Linked DNA regions of Ovis aries: region 2 is linked to region 1. The links are chromatin contacts, called in public Hi-C maps. All regions are on one chromosome and are shown on one strand. The core of a region is the stretch at or near the end of the contact, and the rest is flanking DNA. Distances in the headings are between cores, read along the strand shown. Region 1 overlaps PDZRN3 (PDZ domain containing ring finger 3). Region 2 overlaps PDZRN3 (PDZ domain containing ring finger 3).

Region 1 (4,434 bases), core at 961-3,460:
TGGGTTCTGAAGGATAAGTAGGAGTTTGCTAGATCAGAGGTCCATATATAATATATTTAGTTGAACAATCTTCAGTTCAGTTGCTCAGTTGTGTCCGACTTTGTGACCCCATGAATCACAGAACGCCAGGCCTCCCTGTCCATCACCAACTCCCGGAGTTTACTCAAACTCGTGTCCATCGAGTCAGTGATGCCATCCAGCCATCTCATCCTCTGTCGTCCCCTTCTCCTCCTGCCCCCAATCCCTCCCAGCATCAGAGTCTTTTCCAATGAGTCAACTCTTCTCATGAGGTGGCCGAAGTATTAGAGTTTCAGCTTTAGCATCATTCCTTCCAAAGAACACCCAGGACGGATCTCCTTCAGAATGGACTGGTTGGATCTCCTTGCAGTCCAAGGGACCCACTGTAGGAAAACATTTGGACATAGTTGGTTACAAATTATACATATGTTTACTACTGAACTAGTATTACCTGTCTTATAAAAGTTACATGCTAAAGAATCATTTTAAATGATGAAATTAAAATATGAATACGATTTTTAATGTACTGTTTCATCATTCCACTGTGTTTCATTGCAAGTACCCATCTTTAAAGGCCACTGAGATAAAAGAAAGTGGACAGACCCAGGGAAACCTGGACAAGGACAAAGACAGAGTTGAGGAGTGGCAGGACATGGTCAGAAAGAGGCCAGAGAAGAAGAGGCAGGTTGTGATTAAATTCCCTTTGCTTTTGGCCAAAGCCACAGTTTCAACAACAAACGAGCATGGTTTATTGCAAGAAAATGACAGCTTAGTAGTAGGTGATATGTAGTCATTAAAATGATGAACTGATACATGATTTGCCTTGTAAAATATGTTTTAAAAAGACTACTTCTAGATAATGAGGTTAAAATAGAATGAACGTTGGTTGGGGCAGGGAGCAGTCCCCCTTGGCTGAGCCCTAGGAGTGTGGACATACCCTTGTTCTTCCCATCATCTTAGGGGAATTCTTACACTAAAATGATCTCTGTGCTCAATCACTCAGACATTTCCTACTCTTTGCAACCCCATAGACGATAGCCTACCAGGCTTCTCAGTCCGTGGAATTTCCCAGGCAAGAATACGGGAGTGGGTTGCCATTTCCTTTGCCAGGGGATCTTCCCAACCCAGGGATTGAAACCAGGTCTCTCGTGTCTCCTGCATTGTCAGGCAGATTCTCTACCACTAGCACCGTTTGAGACACCCCAAATTATGTCAGCTTGGGACTTTTTTGCTTTTCCCTTTTTTTCTGGTTGGCTGCCATCACAGGCAGCATGTCATGGTGCTGCTCTGATTCAGTCCCTGCTGCCGCGGGTCAGGCTTTCCAGCTGTGAGAGGGGCTGAGGGAGCCAAATGGGGCTTGACTGGCTCAGTCATGGTCCCAGGACCAGAGGGACTCAATCCTCCACCTTATCATCGGGAGAACGTGTTTTGCCACTTGGCACATGTAACAAGACAGTGGCTGCAGTTGGTTTTTATTCATAATTATTCATTCTCTCCCTATCCGTCATTACCATTACCATTTTAAGAAACAATTACAGTAAAGAAAGATGCTTTTCATTTTTAGACATTTTGAAAGCTTCTGTAGCCAAAGAGTCCAAACCAGGAAGCTCTCTTCTCTGCACACCAAAGCATATATATAGAAAAGGGGAGCCTAAATTTTGCAAAATGCCTGAAACAGAGAGGCAAATTCAAGGCTTGGCAATTGTTGTCAGCCAACAATGGGAAAGCCCACAAAGATGGTATTTCATTTCTGCACCTCCCCAGGGATGAAAGGATGCTTCCAAGTTCACTAGAAGGCAGTTTTGTTTTGTTTTTCTCAGACTTACCAAAAAATATGTTTTAGGTCATTTTCTTTTTTCTTTAAAAAAGTGGTATAAGCACAAACTAGACTGATTCTTGTAGCATTAAAGGACTCTGGGTTTATGTGGTCTTTTTGCAAGAACTCCATGCATAGCCCTGGGGAGGGAAATTGAATTCCATATGCATGTGTTTGCCATCATGTTTTTAAAAACGTGTCCTGATTAGCAGAAGCAGCATAATAAAACCTAAATGGATTCTGCCCTGTTGCCTGGAAATCTGGCAGGTCATTGAGAACATGCTAAAAAGCCAGGATGAGCAACAATGTGTACTCATTGTTAGTTACTGGAAGTAGAAGGCAGGGTGAATGACGTGTGGGTTTCCCAAGGAATTCCTGTGTTGGAGGCTTGGTTGAGTTGTGACATAAGCCCAGCGGGGGGGCTCTGACATAAGGCTTTTCATTGCACCATGCAGTACGTAATGCTCTTAGCAGAATCACATCACCCATTCACGAGTGCTCGGGTCCCTAAAGAAACAGCCGCCAGTCTGGTGTAGCAGACCTTCGGCCTTTGGCAAGTTTACTTCATTGTCTGGCACCCCTGGGATGGAAACAAGCCCTTTTATTTTTCTGTGTCTCAGGCCAGCAAACCCAAACAAATCCTGTCATTTGGTTCACCTTGGTGCATCACTCTACCTTAAAATGTGGAGCCACCAAACAAAGAATAGAGAGATGTGTTCTGAGAGGATCAGGAATGTTCTGGATTTGGTTTTCTCTGATTTTGTGCTTTCTATGTTTTTTACATTCTGTTCCCATCCCTTATCACAGTCTTCATATGACCTCAGTTTCGTGTTTGCTCTTGCCTGTCCCTCTCTGATTTTTGCTGGGACTTTCTGATACGCCTTAAGATAAATTACTTCTGTTCAAATGTATTATTCTGCAAAACCAGTCAAAACCAAAATCCCAGCCCCTATCTCCTCATTCCTCCCTAGCCGAGAAATGCAAAGCAGTTCAATCAGAGTAAACACAGATCTCTTTTCATTTGATGTATTGACGTCACCTCTTACGGAACTTAAGCTTGTCCATAAACCCTTTGTGGTCAGTTGAGACTCTTCAGGGTCCTCTGGTGGAATATTCCATAGCCTGGAATGCTGTATTTCTGAATTCGTGTGTATTTTTGAAATTTTTCTCAATGGGAGACAGTGTTGCAGCACTTAGAGTTTGTGTAAGAGAATCAGCCTATCCTTAGTTGGAAAAAGACCTTTGCCACTTTTTAGCTATATGACCTTGAGTAGGTCACTTAATCTGTCTGTCTCAGATTTCTTTCATCTATGAAATGGATATTTATCCTACTTACCACTTGTGGTTCTTACGAGGATTAAATGATGGACAGAGAACACTCATTATGTACCTGGCTGTTGTTGTTTTTTAGCCGACTTCGCGACCCCCTGGATTGTAGCCCATCAGGCTCCTCTGTCCATGGGATTTCCCAGGCAAGAGTACTGAAGTGGGTTGCCATTTCGTTCTCCAGAGGATCTTCCCGACCCAGGGATCAAACCTTGTCTCCTTTTTTAGCTGACAATTCTTTACCAGTGAGCCACCTGGGAAGCTCCATGTACCTGGTACCTGGTGTGTACTCAGTAAATAGAAGCTGTCGCACTTCTCTGTGCTTGTATCTGAGATATGCTTGCAACTCGTGCGTCCTTAGTAGTGGCTGTGAGAGAGAGGGAAGTCTCAAAGAAATTCCGGTGGGAAAGGGTTAGCATGCAATAGGCCTGAGGGAAGGGCTGTGATGCTGGGCAGTGGTATCTTTGTGGGCCGGCTGATCCAGCTCAGCACCTGCAGCCTTACTGACCCACCCCCCTGGAAGAGTCTTGAGGGAACCCAAATGGCAGTGGGAGATTTATCTTTGTCTTGTGGGGATAGATGTTGGGAAAAACACTCAATGCTCATTTTACATTGTGATTTTAGTTTCTTTTGAGTCCTATTATAACATTATATAGTGTTGTGTGTGTGTCTTTGTGAGCAGCGGGGCAGGGAGGGGAGAGGAGAGCTGGGGAGTGTGTGTTTTCCCACCGTGGGTTCCAATAGTTAGACTTCAGGGGGTAGACTTCAAAGTCATCTCTCTCCTTCTTTAGAATATAGGGTTTGGGGTTTGTTTAATTTTTTAACAAATGGAATTTTGATGTATTTGCATTTGATGTATTTGTATTTTACAAATTTGATGTATTTGTATAGAGAAATGATTACTGAAGTAGATGTTCTTACGGTGTTATGGCAGCGAAATCACCAGGATGGTGGATTTGGGAGTTTTTTGTGGAACATCCTGAATTTACTTCCTAAATCCTTTTGTTCAGAAACAACACGCGCTTTTGCCGTTTCATTTCTAAATCCATCTGTTAATCACGAGAAATTTAATCCATGCTCTTGGAAAGTATTCATCCCAATGCTGTTTGGAAAGAAGTTCATGAACTAGCTGTGAGGGGTTTTTTTTTGTTTTGTTTTTTTTTAATGAGTTTGTTGAAGCTTTTTTATTTTAAATAAAGGAAAGACTTTGAGCAGTGAGCTGTCTTCTTTCCCAGAGACTTTCAGACTGTAGTTTGAAAGATCTAAAGGGATTC
Region 2 (4,256 bases), core at 1,702-4,201, 120 kb after region 1:
TAGTTCAAAAACAAAAGTCCTTTCAGTTGTGTCCAATTCTTTGCGGCCCCATGGGCTGTAGCCCACCAGGCTCCTCTGTCTATGGGATTCTCCAGGCAAGAATACTGGAGTGGGTAGCCACTTCCTCCTGGAGTGAGTAGCCAGGGGATCTTCCTTACCCAGGGATCAAACCCACGTCTGTGTCTCCTGCATTGACAAGCAGGTTCTTTACCATCAGCACCACCTGGGTTATTGATGGTCTCATTGAAAGGCAGCTAACAAAACTGGTTCATGCTGGAAGCACCACCATTAGCTTCTTGGGTTGCTCAGAGGTGAAACTGGCCACCACAATAATATGCACGGAGCAACCAATTGGCTTTTCTTCTTTCATCCCCACGGTTTTTCTTTTACTTCTGTGCTGTCCCCTGAGTTGTAGAGATGATGATGCAAGTTGTAGAGATGATGCAAGACTGATTTATGCACAAAGCTCTGATAACCAAAGAGGGAGGCCTTCCTTGGCAGGTACTCTGTCCAAGGCCATGTGATGGGAGGAACTGTTTGGAGGTGACCAAGGTTCGGCTGGGGTGTCCAGCGTGTGAAGGAGGAGCGGTGTTTTTCAAGCAAGCTTCACCGATAGCTAGATCCACTGTTGAGAAAGGGGAATGGGGCTGGCAGTAGCTGCATTTTAATGGCAAAATGTTGTTGAAGTGTGACCTAAGATCACTAATGCCTGAGACCTCCATGCTGCGTACAGTTTTAGAGACTGGCTAAGGCTCCATTTAAATCCATCTTTCCTTTGCCAAATGTTTACCTGCCAATAGTGATTTTCTCGTTTGGCTGATTCTAATTAGACCCGACCTTATGAAACTCCATCACTTTACCAAGTTGCTGAAGTAATACAGTCTTGTTTCATAAAGCATCAGGGAAAACCAAGCGTGAGAAGGTGTTGCCCGTCATCTGATGATGCTGGGATAAAGCTGTTACTCTTACTTGATGCCTTATTTGTACTTTATGGTGTGGGTGTGTCTTAGGAATATGTGTGATAGAAAGTGAGAATAAAAATGGATGTTTACACACTCATGCACACACACAGAGGTTTTTTTTAAAGAGATCATGTGTTTCCTGGGGTACTGTAGCTATTTTTTTTTTTCACTTAGCACCATATTGTAAGCGATATACTTTGTGTCATTCAGCTATTTCTTAGCCTCAGCACTATTAATGGCTGTCTAGTTTTCAACATGTGGCTATACTGTAGTTTCGTATCCATTTATGTCTTAAAATTTTCTAGGATGGAATGTTTGTGCCGTTATGAATATCTCCTTAGAAAGGTGGGGACTACTGGTTTCCCACAGATGTTATCTGAGTAGCTCTTTAACCTGCCCTCTCACTAGTATTGGGTGATTTTAATCTTTGCTATGGGATAAGTAAAAAATAGCACTTCATTATTTAAATTAGTACTTGTTTTATATCTAATTGGGTTGGACCTCATTTCATTTAGTCATTAGCTAGTCATATTTCCTCTTTGGTGTAAGCCTTGTTGCTTTCCCTGGGTGTTGCTTGGGGTGTTCATTTTTTACCTTATTGCTCTAGAGAAGCTTCATTTATATTTGAGTTATCAACGTTTGCATCTTTGTTGCAGACAGGCATTCCCATTTATTTGTTTGTTTGTTTGTTTTTGCCTCTTTCTGAGGTTTGAGAGCTATGAATAAACAACTTTTGGTTAATTTTTTTAAAGTTTAATAAGTAATATAGTAAGTAAGTGAATAATGCATAAGATTTCAGCCTTCAAAGAATTGATAAATGTCATTAACTATCTTTCACAAGAGGGACAGTTAGAAAATTGTAAGATTCGGGCTGATAGGACTGCTGGTTGTTCAGTGGAGCATGTTTCTTCTGATGTGGTTATTATTGCTACCCAGTGCATCAGAGTCCAGCTGTATTAAAACTGTCACCAAGATACCTAACAGTGAAGAAAGTCACATGAATTAAATTCTACGGCTTTTAGTTCTGATCCAAATTTGATGCCTTGAATCCCAAATCAAAGTCTGGAACTTTAAGGGATTGGGTTTATAATAAGAGTGTGGTCAGAGAGGACTTGCCACCAAAAATGCCCAAGATGATTACTCATGGGAAACCACATACATAAAATGGCACTGTGTGTGGAAGTATAGCTTAGCTCTTTAAAAAAAAGATTTGTGTGTGTATTTTTGGCTGTGCTGGTCTTCGTCGCTGTGTGGCCTTTTTTCTGATTGCAGCGAGCGGGGGCTCCTCTCCAGTTGTGGTTCATGGCTCCTCTTGGTGCAGAGCGTGGACTCTCGTGTGTGTGGGCTCAGGGGTTGCAGCTCCCAGGCTCCAGAGCACGGGCGCAATAGTTTTGTCACGTGTGGGTTTAGTTCCTGTGCAGCCTGTGGGGATCTTCCCAGATCAGGGATCAAACCCTTGTCTCCTGCATCAGCAGGCAGAGTCTTTACCACTGAGCCACCAGGAAACTCTGACTTAGCTCTGAATTAACCTGCAGTTCCGTGATTTCATACTCATCTATTCTGAACTGCCTCTCTGAGGGGAGGCTCTCTCTTAGAATAGGCATGGGATTTGGTTCTAAATCAACAACTTGATAAGACTTCCAAACAGCAGGAGCACTTGTTGAATCTGATGCAAAAAACTGTCCTTTCTCGTCCTAAAGCATGGTTATATAAGAACATGGTGGTTTTGTTTTTTATCCCCATGCTTATTTGAAAGAATTTTCCAGAAAGTCGTTTTGTGTGCTTCTCTCCCCACCCCCACATGTCAATCGATCATATTGTTCATTGCTATCTGAACAGTTATTTCAATGCATGTTCATAAGTGATACTAACACAGTTGCCTTTGCATATAACGTCTCATGATTCACGTGACCTACTTAAAATACCAAGTACTGTGCTTTGGAGATGGGAAGAATGGTTTGTAACTCCTGAGAGTTGTTGAGTCAGAGCATTACTTCGTTTCTGGGAAATGAAGCACTCAGAAGATGGAGTCACTGTGAAATACGTCAGATCTCCATCTACAATCTCCCATGAGTCACGATTTGGCACAAGCAGCCCTGGTCCATAGTGGCTGCCCAAGAGAGAGTGTTCAGGTTCACACCAGGCCCGAACTGTACCCTCCTCGCTAGTGTGGCTGAGATGTTGCCTCCAGAAAAATAACATCCTCTATCTGGGCCCAGGAAGGTTGTCATGGAGATGGAAATCTTCCTGGTACCATGAAAACCTTGCTTGTCATCTGACTTGAGCCCCGTGTTTGCACAGGTGGTTCTCCCAGCTGAGAAGGGCCAAACGAAAACAACTCTCTTCTTCCTGAATGGTTCCTTTATGTGTTCAGAAAAATCTGTTTCCTTTCTTTAGCCCCTCAACTAATGACCCATTATCAGCTAATTAAATCCCATGTAAATTTTATATGAGTTCCTTTGTTACACAGCACTTGCTGACTAACTCCATATTCTTATGTGTTTAACCATATAACTGTTTTAATTAATGGTGGGAACGAGGAGAGTTGGGAGATGATCTGGAACGAAGAACGTACCCACGAAAGACAGATACTATGCATAGCCGAGAGTGTAATATTAACTTCCATCTCATACCGGAGGCGACTGTAAATAATGCTGCTGTGAACACTGGGGTGCATACATCTTCTTGATGTGTGACTAAATGAAGGTCTAGTATGCATACAGTGGCTGTGGGACGCATCTCTGTTCTCCTTGGAAAAGGAATAACACAGCTGGGATTTCAGTTTCCCTGAGTTGTGTTTCAGATGGCGAGGTCGTCTACGTAATACAAAAACGCATCTGTGCGAGCTTGCTCCCACCCGCTGTGGTTTCTTGCTTCTGTGTCAGAGAGCACAGCTTGATCTGTGTGTAAGTTTAGTATAAAAAGCTTTAATTGGAGGTTTTTAATTTCAGTTTCCTATGCCTTTCTGCCCCAAAGAAGTTCAAAGGGTTTTTACCAAGTTTCTCGAGACACATTCATGGTTGCGCTGAGACAGCTGAGTTCAGACACAATAGATGCTGTGCTATATTTTTGGAAACGTATTCTGTCATTTAAGACTTTGCAAAGTGCATGGGGGAAAGCATTAGATGATGTCCTCTATAATCAGAAACTACCAACCTAAGTAAAAGAACGAGTTTTTTCATTGTTCATTAGGTGGGGCTGAGTAGACAGTAATGGGAATAATATTTAGAATAAAACATTACAGATAAGGGATTATTTTAAAATGAAGAAATTGCTTTTTTTCAAATCTGGTAT

What was found. A called contact is a pair of places that touch in the nucleus more often than the background predicts.
Region 2: a contact with region 1 is called in a Hi-C map of mixed tissues, with 2.6 times the contacts expected there. The contact joins two enhancer-like sites. A contact is called at or near these places in 3 of 16 Hi-C or Micro-C datasets (mixed tissues, skin fibroblasts and tail adipose tissue).

The regions. Positions count from the first base shown.
Region 1 is chr19:28,240,616-28,245,049 of ARS-UI_Ramb_v3.0, forward strand. All of the region lies in intron 2 of PDZRN3 (PDZ domain containing ring finger 3), which reads left to right. Among named protein-coding and RNA genes, the nearest start is that of PDZRN3, 22 kb to the left of the region's middle. Within about 2 kb of position 2,211, at least 4 of the 54 cell types and tissues checked have an H3K27ac peak or open chromatin away from gene starts, as enhancers often do.
Region 2 is chr19:28,359,915-28,364,170 of ARS-UI_Ramb_v3.0, forward strand. The region is part of intron 3 of PDZRN3 (PDZ domain containing ring finger 3); the gene reads left to right. Among named protein-coding and RNA genes, the nearest start is that of PDZRN3, 140 kb to the left of the region's middle. Within about 2 kb of position 2,952, at least 3 of the 54 cell types and tissues checked have an H3K27ac peak or open chromatin away from gene starts, as enhancers often do.